Linked DNA regions of Muntiacus reevesi: region 2 is linked to region 1. A link is a contact called in public Hi-C data. All regions are on one chromosome and are shown on one strand. Each heading gives the region's core, a stretch centred on a gene start, on an enhancer-like site or on the middle of the called end of the contact. The rest is flanking DNA. Distances are from core to core; before and after follow the strand shown.

Region 1 (3,887 bases), core at 862-3,361:
ACCCAAGTAAATAAGCAAAAAAATTTTTTTAAACCTGTTTTAAAAAAAATGCCCACCTCAGGCACCTCTTACAGATTAAATTAAGGGGACACATTTCCTGGTATACAGCAGGCATCTACTACTTTAGTCTCCCACAGAGCAAAGGGAAACTTCAAGATACTTTGGACAGGTGTTTCCTAAACATGCCTGATGTTTCAATTCATTTGCAGCATTTATAAAAAAGCCAGATCGGACTCTCCCCTTGGAAATTAGGATTCAGCCTTGGAAATTAGGTGCCTCAGTGAGGCACCCTTGGGAGGGATTTTTCTGTGAGGGTGAGAGCACCAGGGTATTGGCTACAAGCATCCACTAGTTCTCCTGGGGGTGTTCGGATCAGGGATGGAAAGGTGTGGAGAGGAGAGATGATGGAGCCGGGCAGAGGTGACTGGAAATGAAGAGAAGGAAGCTGATGTAAAAATGAACACTGCCCTCTTGGACTCGCCATAGCACACCTAACCTAGTCTGTCTCCCATTTATCCCGACCCCAGAGCCAAGAGGTGAGTTGGATGGATGATGGGTCCTCCCCCCGCAGAGACAGCCAACTCCAGAGCCTCTTCATCTTCCTTTTTCAGGCCATTCGCATCACTCTCCTTCAAGCCAAGAAATCAAACAGCTTGCGTGTCACAGGTACCCAGAAAATGGTCAAGCTGAAAGAAATCAACGGAAGGCAAAGTGGGGTAATTTGCAAAGGGGTGTATCCTGACCTGGGTAGCTCCGTGGAGTTGGTGAGGTTTTAGAGATGGGAGGGTCTGGCTGCAAGCATCAGAACACTTACTTTCACGGCCACGGGGACGAGGTGATCTGGCTCCTGTTCACCGGTGGGCCCTGAAGCCTGAGACAAGGATGCATTGGATCCAACCAGGTCCGCTTTAGGGAAGAGCAGCCTTTCTACAAATGACTGGTCGGCAAGACTCTCTTGAGGCCTGCCCGCCTTCCCCAGGTGTCCAGGGAGCTTGTCCAGCCCCCCACCTGCCCCAGTTTCCAAGGAGAGCTGCAGTCTAGAGGCCGTGGCCAGTCTCTGGATGCTGTCCTTCTCCAGGAAGGCAGGATTGGCACGCGCTTTGTACACTTGGGCCACGCAGCCAGAACCCACTGGCTCCTGCTTCTCAAAGCAGAGGACCCTCCCCCAGTCCTCCCCAAAGGCCTGGCGCAGGAAGTGTTCGGTGTGAGTCCAAGGATGGGGCGAGACCTGGACGTGCAGCCTGGAGAACTGGGCGCAGAACGCCTCTGAGAAGAGATCCCGCCGGGTGCTGGCCCACTGGCCCAGCTTGATGTAGGTGGGGCCTGAGGTCTCGGTGGCTTTCAGAAGCAGGTGGAGCCAGAGACTGGAGACACTGGGAGCCAGGTAGGTGAGGGGATAGAGTAGGAGGAGGGGGAAGAATTTCACCAAGAGGGCCCCTGCTCTGAGCCAGATGCGCACGTGCAGGAGGAGCCAGCCCAGCCGCCCCTCCGGAGGGACTCTCTCCAGCGGCCCATTTTCAGCCAGGTCACTCCAACTGGTCTTCGGCCGACGTACGCCCTCCGGAGACCCCTCGCCACTGTCCTCATAGGTGGAGACGAGCTTGGGCAAAGTGCCAAGCAGAAGCCAACAGAGTCTAGCCTTGCGACAGCCCTCAGAGGGTCTCAGAAGGCCGAGTTCCTTTCTGAGCGCAAAACCTCTCAAGTGCGCCAAGCAGACCCTGAGAGAGAAGCGCCAGGGGGTCACCATCCTCTCCCAGAGGTCACGGCCTCGGCTGCCTGCCTCCACTTAAGGAGGGCCCATCTATGTTCCTTCTTTTCGCAAGGCGGACATGAGTCCGGGTCTCCGCTGAATATTCCGCTAAACAGCCGGGCAGCAGCGAGATGAAGGGGGCGCGCAGACCTGGCCGCCCGTGTGCAGTCCCCAGGACAGGGACGTGACCTGCGCGAGGTGGCCGCGCGGGCGGAGACCGAGCCCGGCGACCGCAGGGTCACCGCGCACGCCCGCCGGCGCCAGAGTGCACCCGCCGAGGGCCCGGACGCAGCGGGGCTGCGCGGAGGGGCGCGAGGGGGACCGATCGGAGGGCCGCGGCGCGGAGAGCCTGGTGGGGGTGAGGAAGAACCAGATAAGGCGAGGGGTGGAGAGCTGGGGCCGGGGGCGGGGGCAGCGCGAACGGCCGAGGACCGGGGCGCGAGCGCGCGGTGGGGAGGAGTCGGGTGGGGGCTCCAGAGAGCCGAGGTCCCAAGGGCACTGGAGGTCTGGGCGCCAGGGGCGGGGAAGGAGAGCGGAGGGTAGCGGAGCGGAGGACCGGGGATCGGGACTAGGGGGGTCGGGGGTCGGAGGACCAGGAATCGGGACTGGGGGGGCCGGAGAGCTGGGATTCCGACGCCCAGGCCGCGCGACGCGCGTCTTCCGGGACCGCCTGCCCGCCGGCTCGGGAACCGCCCCTTTAAAGCGAACGCGACCCAGACTCCGGCTGAGACCCACCCGGCCCTCGGGTCCTGGGGCCCCCCAAATAGAATTAACCCCAAACGCGCCCTCCACACCCAGTCGCTCCACTGTGCGTCCGTCTCTCCAATGACATGGTAGCTTTCCTTACAAAGAGCGTGGAAACGCGGGAACGTTGGGTAAATTGACAGCCGTTTCCTGAACACAGGTCTGGTTTTCAATTGAGCGGGAACGGGAGGGTTGGTGGGAGGAGTGGGGTGGGGGGTGTTGTCCTTGGACGGCGGGATTCCCAGGCTGCCCTGATTTGGAGAACGTGTTTGGACTCCGGGGCTGTGGCTCCGGAGTGCTCATTCATTCAACCAAGTATGTTTCTTAAACTCAATCTAATATTTATCGAGGCTCAATAATATCTACCGTGCAAGGTCCTGGGAACATGGAAACACACATCCTGACCTTGTAGGCTCATCACTTTTGAGGAAGATCCCACCGTGAAGAAAGGGAACAATGGGGACGATGCCGAGCTGCGCCCTGCGGGTCTCCTGGACACGAAGGTCTCTTTGTCCCCCGTTTCTTGTAGGCAAGACTCCAGCCTCCATGACCTTCTCTGAGTCCCAAAGGGCAGAACAGTTGCTAATCAAGGGAGGAGCAGCCAGGAAACCACCTGAGGCAAGATTAAAGGGCCATCAAGAATTAGGAGACCTAACCATTTCGAGCCGATGCACACCCTAACCTTGTCAGCAACCTCACCCTTTTGAAACTTTGCAGAAGAACGTTACCATCTTGATCCTTCTCAGGTACCCTTGCCAGACTATATAACCCCTCCTTGTTTACCAGGGAGGGGGGCACAGTTTTTGAGGCGCTAGCCTACTGTATTCCCCCTTTGACTGGCAAAGTAATAAAGCCACTCTTTCCTTCTCCTCCATAATTGTCTCCATATTTCTGTTTGGCACTGGTGCACAGAGCCAAAATTTGGGCAATGAGAACCCCCAGGATGGCAGCTACTTGGGAGAAGAGGGGAGGGTGGTACGGGTGGGAGGGTATTCAGCCACAGAAATAATTAAGCCCCCAAATAGGAAGGTGTTTGGTGTGAGGTTCAGGGGGAGTTTGTTTAACTGTCAAGAACCAGAAGAAGGCCAGATAGCTCTACCAAGCAAAGAGGAGCGGAGCAGAGCTTGGAAATCAGCCAGGACAGCCAGGGAAGGCCAGCGGTCTTCTGCTCTGCTCTTTGGGACTTGGAGGCTGCCTGCACTGGGGTACCACAGTCACCTCTACATTCATGACCCTTTATCTCCACGTGAGTGACAGCCTTCCAGAGAAGTCTGCCAGGGACTCACAAGTGGAAAGACCCTGGAGACGTGGCCCATGCCTTCTGCTGGAACTGTGACTGCCACTAACAGCCTAAGGAGTGCAGGAAAACTTGGGGACTCCTGCACTGCCAACT
Region 2 (4,170 bases), core at 1,242-3,741, 260 kb before region 1:
GGTAAGGAATGCATCTTTCTTTTGTAAATTGAGAAAAGAACTATTATAAATGTAGAAATAAGATAAAAGAACCTACCCAACATTGGGGAAGAACACTTATAGAAATAAGGCTCTGTAAATTAACTTATACTTGAGGGAGTAGGTATCCACCTGCCCCATGGACTATTTCACACAATAAGAACTTCAATTGATGTCAACTTTAATTCCGGCTGCAACAGCAAGGAAAACTTGCCATAGAGTATGATGAATAATGAATTTGCCTACAGCAAATGCCTTCTACAAGCCTAGAGTAAGCAGTATATTTATATCATGATCCAATACATACATACATATTGTTTCATGAAACAATAATTACCCTTACTACATGCGAAGCACTTTGATAGTTCCTACTCCAACATCTTTTAATGCTGCTCATGACTCACTGAATTGATTTCACAACCAACTAGTGATTCATAACCCACAATTTTAAAAGTTTGGGTTTCAGAAAAGAGAAATACATAAGGCAATTTCTACCTGTAACAAGTGTCTTTAAGGAAGCTTTAGCTTGGACGTACAAGTGGGTAAGCAAAGGTCTGGAAGTTCATGTCCACAGGAGGTTAAATTTTATTCTGTTCCATTAGTTTAACTGCCCTAATATTTAAACTTCCCCTTTGGCCAGTAACAGATTCTACAAATCAGTATCATAGACTTCCTGTTTCTAACTCTGTGGTAGACAGGAAAATGTCCCCCTGAGGTTGCCAGTCCTAATCCCTAGAAGGTGTGAATCCCACTATATATGGGAAAGGGACCCTTGCAGATGTGAATAAATTAAGAATCTTGAGATGGGGAGATTATCCTGGGTTATCAAGTGGGCCCTAAATGCAATTACACATAATCCCTCTAAGAGAAAAGCAGTAGGAGGTCTGATACACATCAAGAAGAAGGTGATATAAAGAGGAAGCAGAGAGCTATTTGAAGATTCTGGCCTTGAAGACTGGAATGATGTGGCCATAAGTCAATGAATGCCAGCAACCACCAGAAGCTGGAAGAGTCAAAGAAATTATTCTATTCCAGAGCCTCAGAAAGGAGCACAGCCTTGCCAACATCTTGGTTTTGTCTCGAGGATACTGATTTTGGATTTCTGGTCTCCAGAACTGTGAGAGAATAAAGTTCTGGTGTTTGAAGCCACCAACTTGTGGTATTTTGTTACAGCAGGCTCTAGAAAATAGTATGATCCCTATGAAATTGACTTAATAGGAGTCATAGTGTAAAGTGCCCCAGAGTACACAGCCACCTGCAAGCCTTGTTACGTTTTAAGAAAAATTTTGATAGCTGACAGAGATTCACAAAACATTCTGATAACACAACTAATAAATAGGTCAAAAAAAAGGGAAAATCGAAGACACACAAAACAGAGCCAACAAGATTTACATTTGTTTATGGAAATACACACATAATAGCTCTTGCCATGAGTCCATTGCAAATTTGGTTTTAAACTTTCTAACAGCCAATATTCAGGGGAAGCCAACAAGCCAAGACAAGGTGAAATTCCTACCCAGTATATTTTTTGGACTGAGTTATACATACTATACTATTACACCCTGGGACAACTTCTTAAGCCAGACCCAAGTTAACAAGGCTACTTGTTATCATAGGTTGATAGTATGTCAAAACTTAACTTGATAGAAACAAACTCTAAAGCACATATTGATATGAAGTCAAAACCTAAGTTAATAATACAACGTTCTGTAGAAGGGAAGAGGGTATCTAGGTATATAGCACGCTGTTGATTTGCATTTTCCCAGGGTACATTTTTAGAGTATTTATGACAGGCCTTGAATAATGCTCAGAAAATAAGTAGTGTTTTCAGTTGAACTATCAAACATTCAACAAATGCTTCAGTTCAATGCCTATGTGGCTTGCTTGAAAGCAGATCTCTCACGGAGTGAAATACTGTGAGGAGTCAGACAGACACCCCGTCTACTCTCTGAAGAAGATTCAGGGGATTGGGTGGAAAGAGAGAGAGAGAGAGTGCTCCAAACAGCGCCCCTAACCCATCAAAGGGGTATGAAGAAGAGCCTCCCGGAGGGAGGGGAATGGCACTCCTGGTGAGTCAGAAGTTTCCTCAGGCCCTAAAGTCAAGCAGTGCGCTTGGAGCACGTCAAGGCCTAAGCTGGATGAAAAGAGAAAGAAAATACACACAAACAAAGCGGAACGAGAAAAAGAAAAAACGCATTTCATTCTCCCCGACAACGAACTCGTATAAACACTACTTCAGAGGCTGGGAGATCCGCGCTAGAGCCATTTCCAGCAAAATACAACTAGCGAACCCTGCAGGACAGTCCATGAAAACCAGGCCTCTCGCACCTGAACCTGCGTGCCCGTCAGTCCTCCGCACACCTGGAGGCGCTGTTCTCACTGCGCAGGCGCCAGGTACGACGTTAAGCGTTCCGGGTCTTTCCCTAAGACTCCTCTCTAGCCACCACGCTTCCGTTTCTCTACTGCTCTCCGCTGGAGTCTCAGGCGGGCGCTTGGGGGCGGGCTGGGGGCCGGCCTTCCGGGAAAAGGGCTCACAGGAGAGAAGGTCACGAGTAGGTAAGGCCGTGTGTGACTTTTAGCGGGGCTCTGTAGTGAGTTGTGGGCGATGGCTTTAGAGACCGAGCGGGGGTCTCCAACCTTGTAGAGTCGCCAAGAATAGGACAAGTCTATTTCATTAACCATCTCGGAGATTTAACAGGTATCATCTAAACAGTTTGGCCTTCTGCTTAACTTGGCGAATTTACCAAACGAAGGGCTCTAGCGCAGTTTCCTCTCCGGCCCAGTTACTCTGATCAGGCAGCATTCAAGTCTCGGTTTCTATGCTCATCAGTCGGCTTTAGGTGTGTGGAAGTCGGGGGTAATGCAGATAAGTTGTATCAGCTTAAATATATTAGCGAAAAGCCCAGCTTGACACTGTTGCTTCCATCACAGGAGGGAGGTGTGATCCAGGCAGTTGGAGCGGGTTGGGAATGTTCTTGTTGAAATGAGTAAAGCTTGGCGTACATTCAGAGCCGTTCATGTCTCTGAGACCCAGTAAAATAATCAGCACCAAGCTTTAAAAATAATAAAGCATTGTGTCTAGATTGGTTTTATGTGTGTGTGTGAAACACGTGTGCACAGTCTGCGACTTCCTTGCCTGATGACTATTCGGTCAGTCATTGTGCCATGATTTCTGCCTGTCACCCTGGCAAGGCAGTGAGATAGTATAACTGTCCTGTAGTAGATGAGAAAAGGAAAGCAAAGAATACATACTACTACAAACACGATAAGACCATTAAAGTGCAAAGGCAAAATTCCAGCCAGCCTTTGTACTCCAAAGCTGGCGCTGTCCACTAACCAGTGGTTTTTAAGAAGCCTGCCTCTGCAGCAGAATTTACACACACACACGTTTCAGCATATGCTTCTAAATACAGCTCCCCGAGATTCACCACACTGAGGAATACCCAGATTAAGAACTCTTGCACAGCAGGGGGCCCGTGGCGCAATGGATAAGCCTCTGACTATGGATCAGAAGAACTCTTGCACATCATCCACACTTTTCAAAGAAAAAAGGCAAACATAATCCAAAGCCAGTTACTGTACAGACCTGATCTTTTTACTGCATCAGACCTATCAGAAAGATACAGAAACTTACCCTTATATGCTAAAGCAAAAATATGGACATTTTCTCCTGTGAGCTTAACATGTCTTGCTCCAGCACATTTCAGTAATTCGTTTTTACTTAGCATCTTCAATCCAGGTAATTTTTCTTCATGATGCTGTTTTATTTAGTTCACATTTAAAGAAAATTTGATATTTTAAGTGGCCTCGTGTGGATAAAAATCTAATTTGCTTGCCTTTTACCTTAACGTCTTTCACACAGTAATCATGTTCTTGTTTGTTTGTTTGTGTTTAAGATAAAGTTGACAGTTTCTGTAAAGGGACATAGAGAATCCTGAAAAGTCCTAGGTAAGGCTTTCCCAATGTTAAAAAAAGAAAGAAATCAAAGTTAGTAAAGAGCAGCAGTTTGCCAGTCTCAGGACCAGTGTTTATGGACAGCAGAACTTTTGAGATGATTTAGTCTATATGAAAGAAAGGATTACCTAGCACTTATGCCATCCTTCATCAGGAACATATAGGTCTGTGCTCTGTAAGAGGCTACAAAGCAGTAAC

Evidence for each region. Hi-C and Micro-C count contacts between places; a contact is called where the count stands out from the background.
Region 2: a Hi-C map of blood shows a contact between it and region 1, with 4 times the contacts expected there. The contact joins the promoter of MRPS33 here to the promoter of ADCK2 in region 1. A contact is called at or near these places in 2 of 3 Hi-C or Micro-C datasets (blood and muscle).

What each region holds. Positions count from the first base shown.
Region 1 is chr6:98,560,141-98,564,027 of mMunRee1.1, reverse strand. ADCK2 (aarF domain containing kinase 2) reads right to left here and starts at 2,111. Exons shown (of 8, transcript XM_065939498.1): 1 at 815-2,111. The coding sequence starts at 1,747.
Region 2 is chr6:98,823,268-98,827,437 of mMunRee1.1, reverse strand. It overlaps MRPS33 (mitochondrial ribosomal protein S33), which reads left to right and starts at 2,491. Exons shown (of 3, transcript XM_065939624.1): 1 at 2,491-2,574.